2 separate regions of the Ovis canadensis genome follow, and region 1 is linked to region 2. Evidence: chromatin contacts called from public Hi-C data. All regions are on one chromosome and are shown on one strand. The core of a region is the stretch at or near the end of the contact, and the rest is flanking DNA. Distances in the headings are between cores, read along the strand shown. Region 1 has its middle 17 kb from the start of NXT1. Region 2 holds the start of THBD (thrombomodulin).

Evidence for each region. A called contact is a pair of places that touch in the nucleus more often than the background predicts.
Region 1: a contact with region 2 is called in a Hi-C map of fibroblasts, with 3 times the contacts expected there. The contact joins the enhancer-like site here to the promoter of THBD in region 2. A contact is called at or near these places in 2 of 2 Hi-C or Micro-C datasets (fibroblasts and lung).

What each region holds. Positions count from the first base shown.
Region 1 is chr13:56,920,972-56,927,077 of ARS-UI_OviCan_v2, forward strand. No RefSeq gene overlaps it. Among named protein-coding and RNA genes, the nearest start is that of NXT1, 17 kb to the right of the region's middle. Within about 2 kb of position 1,525, the one cell type or tissue checked has open chromatin away from gene starts, as enhancers often do. A contact at or near this core is called in fibroblasts, where this site is marked.
Region 2 is chr13:56,777,611-56,784,362 of ARS-UI_OviCan_v2, forward strand. THBD (thrombomodulin) reads right to left here and starts at 1,272. Exons shown (of 1, transcript XM_069546506.1): 1 at 1-1,272. The coding sequence starts at 969. It overlaps LOC138416963 (a long non-coding RNA gene), which reads right to left. Exons shown (of 2, transcript XR_011247920.1): 2 at 5,281-6,752.

The sequences.
Region 1 (6,106 bases), core at 275-2,774, 140 kb after region 2:
AGCTTCATGACAGGCCATGGGAGGTGGGTGCTCACCCACCAGCCTTGCCTGAACCAGCCCATCCTCAGGTGGGTGGGGCTATGGCTCTGGAGCCTGCTTGTCTAGGAGCCAAGGTGCCAGTATGACGATGCGCTGGCCAGAGCCTTTGCAGTGTGCTGAGACCGACATGACACTGGGGCTTGTCTTCCAGAGGATGCTAAGGTTCTTCCTCCTGAAATGAGGGCTGGGGAGTCTGCACTCCAGGGAGATGACCCCTTCTCCTGGGCAGCAGAACCATGTTTGGACAAAATGCCTGGAGGACCTCTATTTTGTCACCCTACAGATTTTACCTTAAAAGAACAAAACAGCACAAAGCACATGGCTAGTGATGGCAAGCTTGAAGAGAGAAGGATAGTTTTCACAACAGTAAGTTGCAGCTAAGACCAGAGGGTCTCTGCAAAGACCATTTACCAGGGGCCACTTCTCCAGTCCAACAGGTGAAGGCGCCGTGTTTACTGCTCGGCTAAGAAGCAGGTTTGCAGAATCAAGGCTACAATGTGAGGCAGGGGAAGGGGCGCCTGTCCCCAAGCCTCCCTTCTTTCACAGGTGTCACAGCCATGTTGCACAGGCCTCTCAACCCCATCTCCTCCACAGACAAGTGGCTCTCCTCTAAATCTCCCATCTTGGCATGGGCTTCCTGAGCTGACACACTGCCCACGTCAGCCTTGAGCATCTCTAGCTGCAAGAGCGCATCAGGAAGCCTGTTCCACTTTGATGTGATGCAAAGTGCTTTCTCACCCTTTGATCGCGGTGCTGGCAGAAAATAGATTTCCACTCAGACATTTAGAGCAGAACCTTTCATGGAGAGAGATGCAGATGGGTGTGAGAAAACACACCTGAGGCTGTTGACACCCCAAGGCTGAACAGGGGCTGTGTTCCTGCAGCCCCATGGGACCGGAGCCTCAAGGACAGACCCACTATGAGATGTGGTACCAGCCAGGGGTTAAGGATGCAATCTGCAGGGCACCAGCCAGGACTGGGACGGATGGGAGTGGAGAGCAGAGAGCAGCATTCACGCAGCAAACTGCTGCGTCTCTTCCTTGGTGCCCACTACGGGTTCCTGGGCATCTCCCTTGCTGCGGTCCTCATTTTGCATTGACCCATGATTCCCCCAATAGTTACTCTTAGATTTCAGCCTAAGACTCACTTTCTCACTTTCTCCACCAGCTCTGGGTTCACACTCCAGGCCTTATGATGAAGCACAGGGGTCCCCACCCAACACACCCCACTCTCCACCGGGGCCCCTCGTGCCATCAGCTGAAGTCAGACAGAGGGTGTAACACAGACCGGGACCCTGAGCTCGTCTTCCTGCAAACACACTGGGCCTGGGGTGGAACCCTTGGCTGCCTGAACATGTCTACTAACCACAGCACCCTGTGGACTCCTCTTGACAGTTGCTGATTCCACAAGTCAGGGACCGCCCGAGCCTGCCTCATTCCATCGACTGCTTGTGGTTAAAACTTGTTTTCCAGTTGACCACAGCCCAGCCCTCCCCATGCCAAGCTTGCGTATCCACTCAACGTCTTGAGACCAGAACCAGAGGCCAAGGCGATTTCACCATCACTGCAAAATATATGAAAAATATGCAAAATATGTGAAACATACAAAAATCCAAATTTGCTCCACATATCTCAAGGGAGTCGGTTGCTTAACTATTGTAGTTGATGTGAGGTGGCCATGAGATCCATCACGCCTGAATCTATTGGGCAGTGGCAGGTCCACTGATGCACTGATCCAAACACAATGCCCTCGCTCTGTCACACAAAAGCTGAGGAGCCGTGAATACAGGATTGGAAAAAAAGGACCCTCTTAATAAGCACAACATCCCAGGCTGTGTGACTCTCCTACTGCAGAATCAGGGCTTAAAAGTACAGCTTTACGCTTTTTATTCTGTAAACTGTGTGACAACATTACAGACAGTATTGAAAAATAAGAAAGGCTTTGATTTTTAGTGGAAGTCTCTGACAGTTCTTTTCCAGACACACATTTGCTACAGAAAGAAAGAACGCCCCAGACCAGCCCAGTGGGTGACGTGGGTTTTCCAGGAGCCAAGGACCAGTGAGTGAAAGCAGAAGTGCCCACCAACTGAGCAACTGAAACCGCAGCTGCCCCTGGACCCTGGAGACGCGCGTGTCTCGCTCTGTCCCTCAGTCTCTCCTTCCCAACCCCTCCCCCACCCCCAGGCTCGCCCTTCCACGTGGAGGCCTAGTGGGACCTCCCCCCAGAACTGAGAGCCAGCAGCCCCTGGGGGCTTGTGGGTGGGTGACCTCAGGAGAATCTCTTTCCCTCACAGACAACTGCCTGGGCAGAGGGGAGATGGTCAACAAGCATCTCCGAGCTTTAGCTGGCCCCTCCGTGCCTCTAACCTCCTCCTAGTGGCCCTCACCGACCTGCCGCTCTCCCCGTATTCCATCTCCTCTGCCTAAAGGCCCAATGTTCCAGTCCCCCTCAGTCTGCCGGTCTATCTGCAGCCAGTTATGCCATTTCCTGCCTCAGCATCCCTGTGGCCATGGTCCCACCACCGGGTGTGGTTCAGGGCCCCAATCAGAGGTGGTATCTCTGATGGAAGGTCTGAGAGGGGGCTCTGTCTCTGCGCCCATCTCGCCAGGGGGAATTACGATGACAAAGAAGTGACTTGTAGAAAAAAGTCACCCCCTGGGAGGCTGTCCATACCACAGCATATCATTCAGCTGCTCCAGCCTGACGCCCACCCCTCTCATCCTCCAGCTTGTTCCATCAGTGCCCCACCGCCCTGTGGAGCTTCAGCCAGATGCCAGCCACCCTCCCACTGTTCCTCGCCCAAAACACTCTTACCGCTTGAAATTCCCCCTGCGGACAAGCTCGACTACTCCTGTGAGTGGGAATGACCCAGTTAACCATGAGAACTCGGGGCCGATTTCTTCCCCAGCCTCCAGTTGTCATTGTCCAGCTGCCTTGTGATCACCCACTCAGGTGCCCTGTGGGCCTCACACCCCAAACGGGTGCAGATGGGGCTCCCACTTCCTCCAAGACAGAGACCCCAAGCCCTCCCTCTCCTAGCCCATCAGGCAGTCCTGTCTGCATGGGCCCCACGTGCACCTTCCCCAAGGCCCCTTTTTCCCATTTCTCTGCCAGGATCTCCTCTAGCCACCACGACCTCTTTCCTCAACTACTTTAAATGTCTCTAAGTTGGGCAACTGCCTTGGGTCCAGCACTAAGCTCCAACCTGAGAAACAGGTGTGTCCAAGACACCTGCTGCCCTCCAAGAACTTGTCTGTACCTGGAACTGGCATTACCCTCAGGGTTGGTGAAGACTGCAAGGGCAGAGGTGGAGGTGGAGGGAAGGCTCCAGAAAACTCCATCTGGGAGGAAGAGGAGGTTCGTGACTTCGGGTTAGGCAGGAATGGAGTTAAGCAGACCACCTAGCCTCTTGGCTCTAGGACTGGCATCTGTAGGAACCCTTGCCTGTCAGGGTCTCTCACCTTCTCTCTGCAGAGCACTCAGCGGAGACTTGGTCTCATTTCTTGTTATCTCCCCAGAGGACTTGGGAAGCTGTTTCCTTTGCACAGTCCCCCAAACATTTGTGAGGAGAATTCCAGCTGGGATCCAGGATAGGTGTGAGGTGTGAGGGTGAGGAAGTTGTCAGCAACCAGTGCAACAACTGAGCAGCCCTGGAGGCCAAGCCCACCTTCAGGCCGAGTATAGCAGGAGCACCAGAGTGGTTATTGGGGGAGTTTCTTCTCCACCTTTGTCTTTCCTCCTAAACTCCAGCCTATGGCACCTTCAGGGGGAACACACCCCCAGGAGATGGAGAGGGCTCCGGGAAGTGTGACCCCAAATCACAATAACTTCTCAACATCATCATGTTTAGTAGATGTCCATAAACTCTTGAAAAAATATTTTAATGACTGTGATAACTTTATTTACTTATTTTAAGCTTTTTCTATTGGGGTATAGCTGGTTAACAATGCTGTGATAGTTTCAGGTGGACAGCAAAGGGACTCAGCCATACTTACCGTGTATCCATTCCCCCACCAAACTCCCATCCCATCCAGGTGACCACATAACACTTAGCAGAGTTCCCTGTGCTGTATAGTAGGTCCTGGTTGATCATCCATTTTAAATATAGTAGTGTGTACATGTCCATCCCAAACTCCCTAACTATCCCTTCCCCCATTCTTCCCTCCACAATCATAATGTGATAACTTTAGAATATGCAGTGAAGTCTTTTTTTTAATAATTGCTAAATATATAAAGCAACCCCAAGAACTTCCCCAGTAGTCCAGTGATTAAGAACTTGCCTTCCAAGCCAGGGGACGTGGATTCTATTCCTGCTCAGGAATTAGGCCTGTGCGCAACTAGAGAACCCACCCACCACAACTGGAGAAAACCCGTGCACCACAACAAAGAGCCTGCGTACAGCAACAGAGACCCAGCACAACAACAAAAGTACTCCATGATTTATGGCAAAAATCAGTAGTTTGTTAATCCTCACTTCAACTTTAAAAAAAGCAACCCCCAGATGTCATGATACATCACCCCTAAATGTCATGAAGGGGTGTGGATGCAAGACGGTGACTCACTGAGATTCACTGGGGTCCCATGGCCACCACCTCTTGCATGTCGAGCAGAACATGTGTGGAGCTCTGCTGAAGGTTTGTAGGAAGGCAGATGACCCCAGAGAGGACCCCGATTGCCCAGGGGATGGGTGGCTACACCTGGGAGGGGAGCCACAAGGCCACAACTTTGCCCCTTCTCTCAGGGGCCTGTTAGCAGCTCCTTCAAACTCTGAAATAAAGGGCCCGGGGGTACTTTCTGTGGCATTGCCTGAGGCTCCATCACTCAGAAGTGCGCTTGTAAACCTGTTGGCCCAGAAGACAGCCCAGCCAGACTGTCGGCTCAGCAGACAGGTCTTAGAGAAAGCACACTTTCCTGGCCTGGCTTTGGGGTAGAGGTCCGATGTCCCCTGCTAGTTAGGGGGAGAACAGGACTACCTGAGGTGCCTGTGGACCCTGGCTGACCCACACAAACGCGCTGTTCTTGGAGAATCCAAAACTCCTGCCTCTGCAGACTGCTCTCTGGAGCAAGGCTTTTCACGCTCCTGTTCCAGGCTCAGTCCCCAGGAGAAATTGCTCAACACTCTTGAGCAAACTTGCAGAACAGCCAGAGGTCTGACAGGGACAGATCGCCCCCACCCACCCACCCACCAACAACTTCAATTTGAGCCACCTGGCGACAAAGGTGAAAAACAGCGCCAGCTGCCACCTCCTGACCATCCTATGGAATCAGGGACCTTGCCCTGCTTCCTCAGCAGGCTTCCCAAAGCACACAGCATTATGTGAGTTGCCAGCCCCGGGCCCCATGCCGGCCAAGCCCACTGCTGCACGTCCCCACGTCCTGCCCTGTGCACCTCCTCTCCTCCTCCCAGGCCGTACCTTCCACCAGAAACAGTCAGGGGTTTGGTGTGCAAGCAACAGAACGTGAAGTCGAACAACTTAGGCCAAAAGGGAAATTTCCTGGAAGACTACCAGAGTTCAAGAACCAGACAGGAAGCTGAGAACTGCTATTTCACGTGCTTGCTACTCTCAGGACCCCTGGCGGCTGAGAGGCTCCAGGAAGCCTTCCCAGTTAATGATGCCTGAACCGAGACCTGAGGACGAACCAGAGTGGCCTGCCCACTTGTCCTGCCCACTATTGCCCCTGAGCTGGACTTTGTAACAAAAGAAAACCAGCCATGCAGGCCTGAAGGTGACTTGGGTGGCCTTGTCTTGTCTGATCTTGGAGGGGGATGGAGAGGGGAAGAGCACCCTTTGGGGTCAGGAGGTGGGGATTTTTTGGTCTGAGACCCTGGGAATGACACCTCGCAGCTCTGGGCCCTGGTTCCCTCACAGTCAGGGAACAGCTGTTCCCAATGACTCTCAGGCTGTCTCATTTCACTCCCTATTCAGCCGCAGGGGATCCAGGCTCTCCAGCCTCTGATGTCAGCTTTGTAGGATCGCGGCCAGGTTTGCAGAGCCTTCGTCACAGCAGCGCCTATTTCCTGAGCACCTGTGGAGCTTGGCTCCTGCCTCGTGATCTCAACACTGAG
Region 2 (6,752 bases), core at 22-2,521:
GTCCACGTCCTCACATCGGTGCTGGTCGGCGGCCAGCTGGTAGCCTGCCTCGCAGATGCACGTGTAGTTGCCGAGCCCGTGGAGGTGGCAGAAGTGCTCGCAGAGTTGGTGGCACGGGTGCTCGGCCGGCGGCCCGCAGGAGCGCCCGTCCGCCTGCAGGGCGGCGTCCGCCGGGCACAGGCAGTTCGAGGCCCCGGCACTCGCCTTGCACTCGTGCTGGCAGCCGCCGCGCTCGACGCCGCAGACCCAGGCACCTGGGGCTTCCCTGCTCCAGCGCCCCTCGGTCTCTCCCAGCGGCGCCGCGCACTCCAGCTCCACCCCGAGGGGCGCCACCGCGGCGGTGCTGCCCAGCGGCAGCGCCTGAAAGTCTGCGCCGCGGGCTCCGAAAGGGGTGCCATAGGTGATCGAGAGCCCCGCGGCCGCCGTGGCGCCAGGCTCCACAGCCAGCGGCCGGCAGGAGGCGGCGAAGTGGAACTCGCAGAGGAAGCCGTCAGCCTCCGCGTCGCACGGCCGCTCCTCCCAGGCGGGCTCTCCCGGTGCCAGCGCCCCGGCCGCAGCCGAAACGGCGACGCACAGCGGACCGCATAGGCGCTCCCCGTCGTCGCGAGGTCTCGCCCACCTGCTGAAGCTGGTGCGGTTGTCGCCCGTCACCCACTGGAAGCCGCGCAAGGGCCCGGAGTGCTCTGGGTCGTCGCAGCCTGGCGGGCGCTGCAGACCGATCCAGAGGCGCGGACCGTCGCCGCTCAGGAGCAGGGAGATGACATCTTCGGCCACCGAGGAGCGCACGGTCATCAGGTGGCCCTGCAGGCGCTCGCAGACTCGGCTGGCGGCGAGGAAAGTCGCGGGGCCCCGGAAGACGGCGAAGCAGTCGAGATCGACGCACTGGCCGCCGAGGGGCTGAGGCTCAGGGGGCGCCGGGAGCCCCAGGCCCGCGGGGGCCAGCACGCCGAGGAGCAGGACGCGCAGCATAGTGTCCGCACGCGGCGCACAGGGTCCCGGCCGGGGCAGAGAGAGGCGGGGAGCCCGCGGCGACAGCTGCTCGCGTCTGTCTCCGACCCGGCGCGTCCGGCTGTGGCGAGGCAGTCTCTGACAGGCCACCAGGCTCGGGCCCGAGTTTATAAGTGAGCGGTCCCCCTCCCTGGACGTTCGGGAAAAGGAAGGAAGTGCCTGGTGGGAAGGGCTGATGCTGCGTTCTCGGATTACTGGGTCCTCCGGAGGCCCTGCGCCCGCCCTCGCGCCCGGGATCACCTCGCCCGGGGATGAGTAAATTCGGCCCTGCCTGCGAGGTCCTCGGGCGGGGCCTGCAGCGCAGGCTCCCGGGGCCCCCGCACCTCTGTCAAGAGGGACCCGCCCCGCCAACCGGCCTCATGCGCGCCGCCCTACGAGGGGCTTAACACGCTACCCTCCTGAATCTCCTTGTCCTCTTTTCCTTCATCAGTGTTGTTACCAACTAATTCAAGGAAAGCCTGGATTGCGGAGCTCTTGGAAGACGAGACTGGGCGAGAAGGGCTTAGAATGGGGGGCCGGGGGAGGGCGGTTCCGTAATCCCTAGGACCTACAGGGCTTCGGGAGAAGGTGCACGTCACCCAGAGGGTTTGGAGAGGGGCTGCCTAGAGCTTGGCCTCGCACACACACACACACACACACACACACAAACGCGCTCTCAAGGGGAGCTAGCCGACCGGATCCGCCAGGGCGCCTAGTTCAGGAGACCGAGGCGCTTGGAGACAGAGGGCGTGGCTGGGGCCACCCTCTGCCAAGGAGGAGGACTGGCCTAACACTTGGACCCTGGGGGACCCACAAGTTCCTGAGCGCAAGCTACCACGGCCAGACCTCATCTCGTTGCGTAAGAAAGTCGCGGAGACACTGTCAGGGTCCCAAATCTCGTCACCTTTAGGAAGTGGCGGCAGAAGAATTCCTGCGGACCCCTGTAGGGGAGCGAGTTAGCTTGAGTGGTCTGAGTTTGTCCATTATCTCAGAGGGGCAGTGCAATTCGCACCCCCAAAGGGACGCACGGGGTGCCCTCGCGGGGAGGGTCTGTCTGTTGGGGTCTTTTTCCCAACAGATCAGATGGATACAGGGGCGCACATAGATGCTACTTGGTCCGCAAAGGACACGGACAAGGGGCGATTAAGCGCTGGTGCGGGGTGGGGAGCACTGGGAGGAGGAGACTGGAATCTGTCACTTTCACGACCTTATCCGCTTACTCACTTGTCAGGAATGCGGAGGGGTCAGTCCAAAGCCCAACCGAGAGTGGCAAATTTGTTTTTTGTTGTGTTTTTTCGTTTTTTTTTTTTTTTTTTTAACACCCTGTGCCATCCTCCGCTGCTGTCACTCAGCGATGCGCCAGGTGGCGGCGCTGTTGAACTCTAAACGAAGCCAAAGAAACGGCGATCCCCGAAGTTGGGCTGAAAGGATTCCTCATGCAGAGTCCTTTCTCCGGGTAGGACTCGCAGATCCCCTTCTGACCCGGGGGTCGGGCCCCCTACGTCCAGCCGAGCCCAGAACTTGCTAAAGGAGCAGGACAGTGTGGCGTCGTCACGTGCGGAAGACAGACACCCGCTGGCGGATGGACAGTACTGTCTGCAGTAACCAAGGGGGCGGGGCGGGGACACCCCCGAAAGTGCAAGGGGATGGGGGAAGGCACGCTTGACCATCCCGCCACCCCCGCGCCCCACGCAAAGGGACACGGACATTTGAGGCTTCCTGGATTGGGCCAGACTGCACCTAAAGAAGGAGGAAGGAAAGACACCTCCCCCTCACCCCCCGCCCAAGATCGGAGAGTCTCGCAGCCTGGGGTGGGTCCGGGCAGGCACTCTCTGGACATCCCACTGGCTTCGGGACCAAGTCAGGGGCCACGACTCCGTGCACGGCCACCCTGGAGAGGTTGTCTCGGTGCAGCCGATTGGGGCGGGGCGGGGCGGGGCTCCAGACACAGGCTGGAACTCGTCACTTTAGAGACCTCAAAGGTGGACGCCTGAGACAGGAAGGGAGGCAGGGCCAGCCACACCCTTTGTGCCTCTTTTACAAAGGATTTCAGGACTGTGTTGGAGAAAGGCTCAAACAAAGGGTGGGGTCCTCTGAGCCCGCGCCAACCTTTAAAGGAGTTGAGGGACATTCCAGCGTCAGGTCTGGCCCCCACCAAGGTGGGTCACTTCTTGGAGGGGTTCTAGGTGATTTACCCATAAAGAGCCAAAGAGCTTTATCAAATGTGGGAGGCAACTTTTTTTCTTAAGAGACATTAAAAAAAAAAAAAACAACTTTCTAATTCCTACATGAACACCTGTTCTTAGATATATTAACTCCTAGGTCCCCTGATGCTTGGAACCCTTTCCAGTATTCTTGCCTGGGAAATCTCATGGACAAAGGAGCCTGGTGGGCTATGGCTACAGTTCATGGGGTTGCAAGAGTCGGACATGACTGAGTGGCTAAACCCCCTGGTGCAGATCCCGCTTGGCACTGTTTCTCTCCAGAGCACATGGGCAGCTGTCCATGCTCTGACTTAGAATTTAAGCCTCTGAGGTGGGGAGATGGGTGGAAATACACAATTCCAGGTGCTCAGGGCTTCCAGGCTGTGAGATGCAGGGCTGACTCCCAATTGTTGGTGATAAAAGCTCCCCACCCAGGGAAATGACTGTCACTAGCACTTGAGGATGTGGGGGAAGGAGGGATGTATAACTTATGCAATACAACAACCATAATCCCCTATGATTATTTAAACTAAAACTTATTAAAGTTAGAAATTCAGTTTCTCAGTCTCCCTTGTTACAGCAACTGCCGCACTATAGGGGCTAGTGACTATAAATTAGACATTACTGAGAAAACACTTGATCATCACAGGAACTGCTTTTGGGCCCTGCTAGTCCACACAAGCACTTCCCTGGTGGCTCAGATGGTAAAGCATGGTCCACACAAATGATCTCAAGGAAGATATTGGTGGGGGCACGTGAGTATCCCTTCTAAGATTCCAAGTACACTGTCTTACAATCATTGCTATTTTCAAGATAATGGTTGTAAAAACTGTCCTCAGAGTCTACAAGGGATATGTTAAGAAGAGTGTAGAAACTGTTTTTGTTTTTGTTTAGTTGCCAAGTCCTTTCTGACTCTTTGCAACCTCACAGACTGTAGCACACCAAGCTCCTCTATCCTCCACTATCTCTCAGAGTTAGCTCAGATTCATGTCCACTGAGTCAGTGACACTGTCTAACCGTCTCATCCTCTACCGCACCCTTCTCCTTTAGCCTTCAGTCTTTCCCAGAATCAGGGTCTTCTCCAATGAGTCAGCTCTTCACATCAGGTAACCAAACTTTTGAAGCTTCAGCTTCACCAACAGTCTTTCCAGTGAATATTCAGGGTTGATTTCCTTTAAGATAGACTGATTTGATCTCCTTGGTACTTGACTAATGAATACACTGGGCTTTCTTGATGACTCAGTAGTAAAATGGAGAAGGAAATGGCAACCCACTCCAGTATTCTTGTCTGGAGAATCCCATGGACAGAGGAGCTTGGTGGACTACAATCCACGGGTCGCAAAGAGTCGGACACGACTGAGCGACTTCACTTCACTTCACTTCAGTAGTAAAAAATCCACTTGCCAATGCTGGAGATGCAGGTTCAATCCCTGGGTCAGAAAAATCCCTGGAGAAGGAAATGGCAACCCACTCCAATATTCTTGCCTGGAAAATCCCATGGATGGAGGAGCCGGGCAGGCTACAGTCCATGGAGTCGCAAAAAGAGTCAGACAGAACTTAGAGACTGAACAACAGTAAGTTAGTACATCAATATTATGTTTAACCTGGATATGAATTATAATAATTTAGATATTAAGAAGAAAGACATCTAAAAGGTAAGAACGTCATGTGTATAAGCCATAACAATATTAAGATGAAGACACAAAAATAAAGCCTCTGTGATGATACAGCAACATACGATTCTAGAAGTGGAAATTAACTGCGTGGTGAGCAAACGTTATTCAATAAACAAGAGCCTGGCACCTAGCAAGGTGCAGATTTTACTAAATTTTTGCAGTCAGCCGGACTTTCTTCAAGAAGCAAGATGAAAATTGACAGTCCTTTATTGGCCTATTTTTATGAAAGAAATTATGTTGCATCTACCCAAACCCAATATTTGATAACATATTTGATGGTGAAAGACCAACAGCTCTACTCCTAAGGTCAGAAACCAGACAAAGATGCCTGTTCCTGCCATAGGATTTTGGAGGTTCTAGCTAGATTCTATCCAGGGTAGTTCTGCATGGAAATGAAATAAAAGGCATCCAGATTTAAAAGGAAGACATAAAATTATCTCTTTATTGATGATATTGCCTTGCTTATATGCAGAAAACCCTAAGAAAACTATCCCCAAACCATAAGATCTAATAAACAAGTTCAGCCTTACAGAAAGTAAAATCAATACCTAAAACCCATTTGCATTTCTATATAGTAACAATGCATAAATTTAAAATGAAATTAGAAAACAATTTCATTTACAATAGTATTAAAAATAATTACTTAGGAATAAATTTAACAGAAGAAGTGCAAAATACATACTCTGACAACTACAAACAATGTTTAAAGACATTTTAAAAGACCTAAATAAAGGAAAAGACAGTTTATGTTTATGGATTGGAAGATTTAAGCTGACCAAACTCCCAAAATTAATGTACAGAGTCAATACAATCTCCATTAAAATATCTGCTGATTTTTCTACAGAAATTGTCATGCTGATCCTAAAATTCACAAGGAAATTCAAGGGGCTCTGAAAAACCAAAGTAATCTTGGAGAAGAGAAACAAGACAAGAGGACTCATACTTTTTTATTTCAAATTTTACTGCAAAGCTACAGTAATCAAAACAGTGTGGTTCTGGCATCAGAAAAGACCTAATCAGTGTCTTTGGCACAGAATTGAGTCCAAAAATAAACCGTTTGAATATATACAGTTGGCCAATAAGCACATGAAAAGATGCTCAATAAGAAAAATTTTTATATTTAATCAATTTAGTCAATTTTTACAAGGATGGCAAGACAGTTAAGTGGAGGAAAGAATAGTTTTTTTTTACTGTAGCCATCCTAGTGGGAATGAACTGATATCATATTGTGGTTTGATTTACATTTCCCACCAATGACATTGAACGTCTATCTTCATGTGCTTATTGGCCATTTGTATGTCTTCTTTAGATGAATATCTATTCAGATTCTTTTTTAATTTTTAAATTCAAGGATAATTGCTGTATAGAATTTTGTTGTTTTCTATCAAACCTCAACCTCAGTCAACCATAAGTGTACATATATCCCCTCCCTTTGGAACGTCCCTCCCATCTCCCTCCCCATCCCACCCCTCTAGGCTTATACAGAGCTCCTGTTTGAGTTTCCTGAGCCATATAGCAATTCCTGTTGTATGTCTATTTTACATATGGTAATGTAAGTTTCCATGGTACTCACTCCATACATCTCACCCTCTCCTCCCCTCTCCCCATGTCCATAAGTCTATTCTCTATGTCTGTTTCTCCATTGCTGCCCTGTAAATAGATTCTTCTGTACCATTTTTCTAGATTCGATATATATTTGTTAGAATACAGTATTTATCTTTTCCTTTCGACTTACCTCACTCTGTATAATAGGTTCTAGGTTCATCCACTTCATTAGAACTGACTCAAATGTGTTCCTTTCGTGGCTGAGTACGTCGTGTATGTGTACCACGACTTTCTTATCCATTCATCCAGGTAAGGGGATAAGGGTAACTTCCTTATCCCC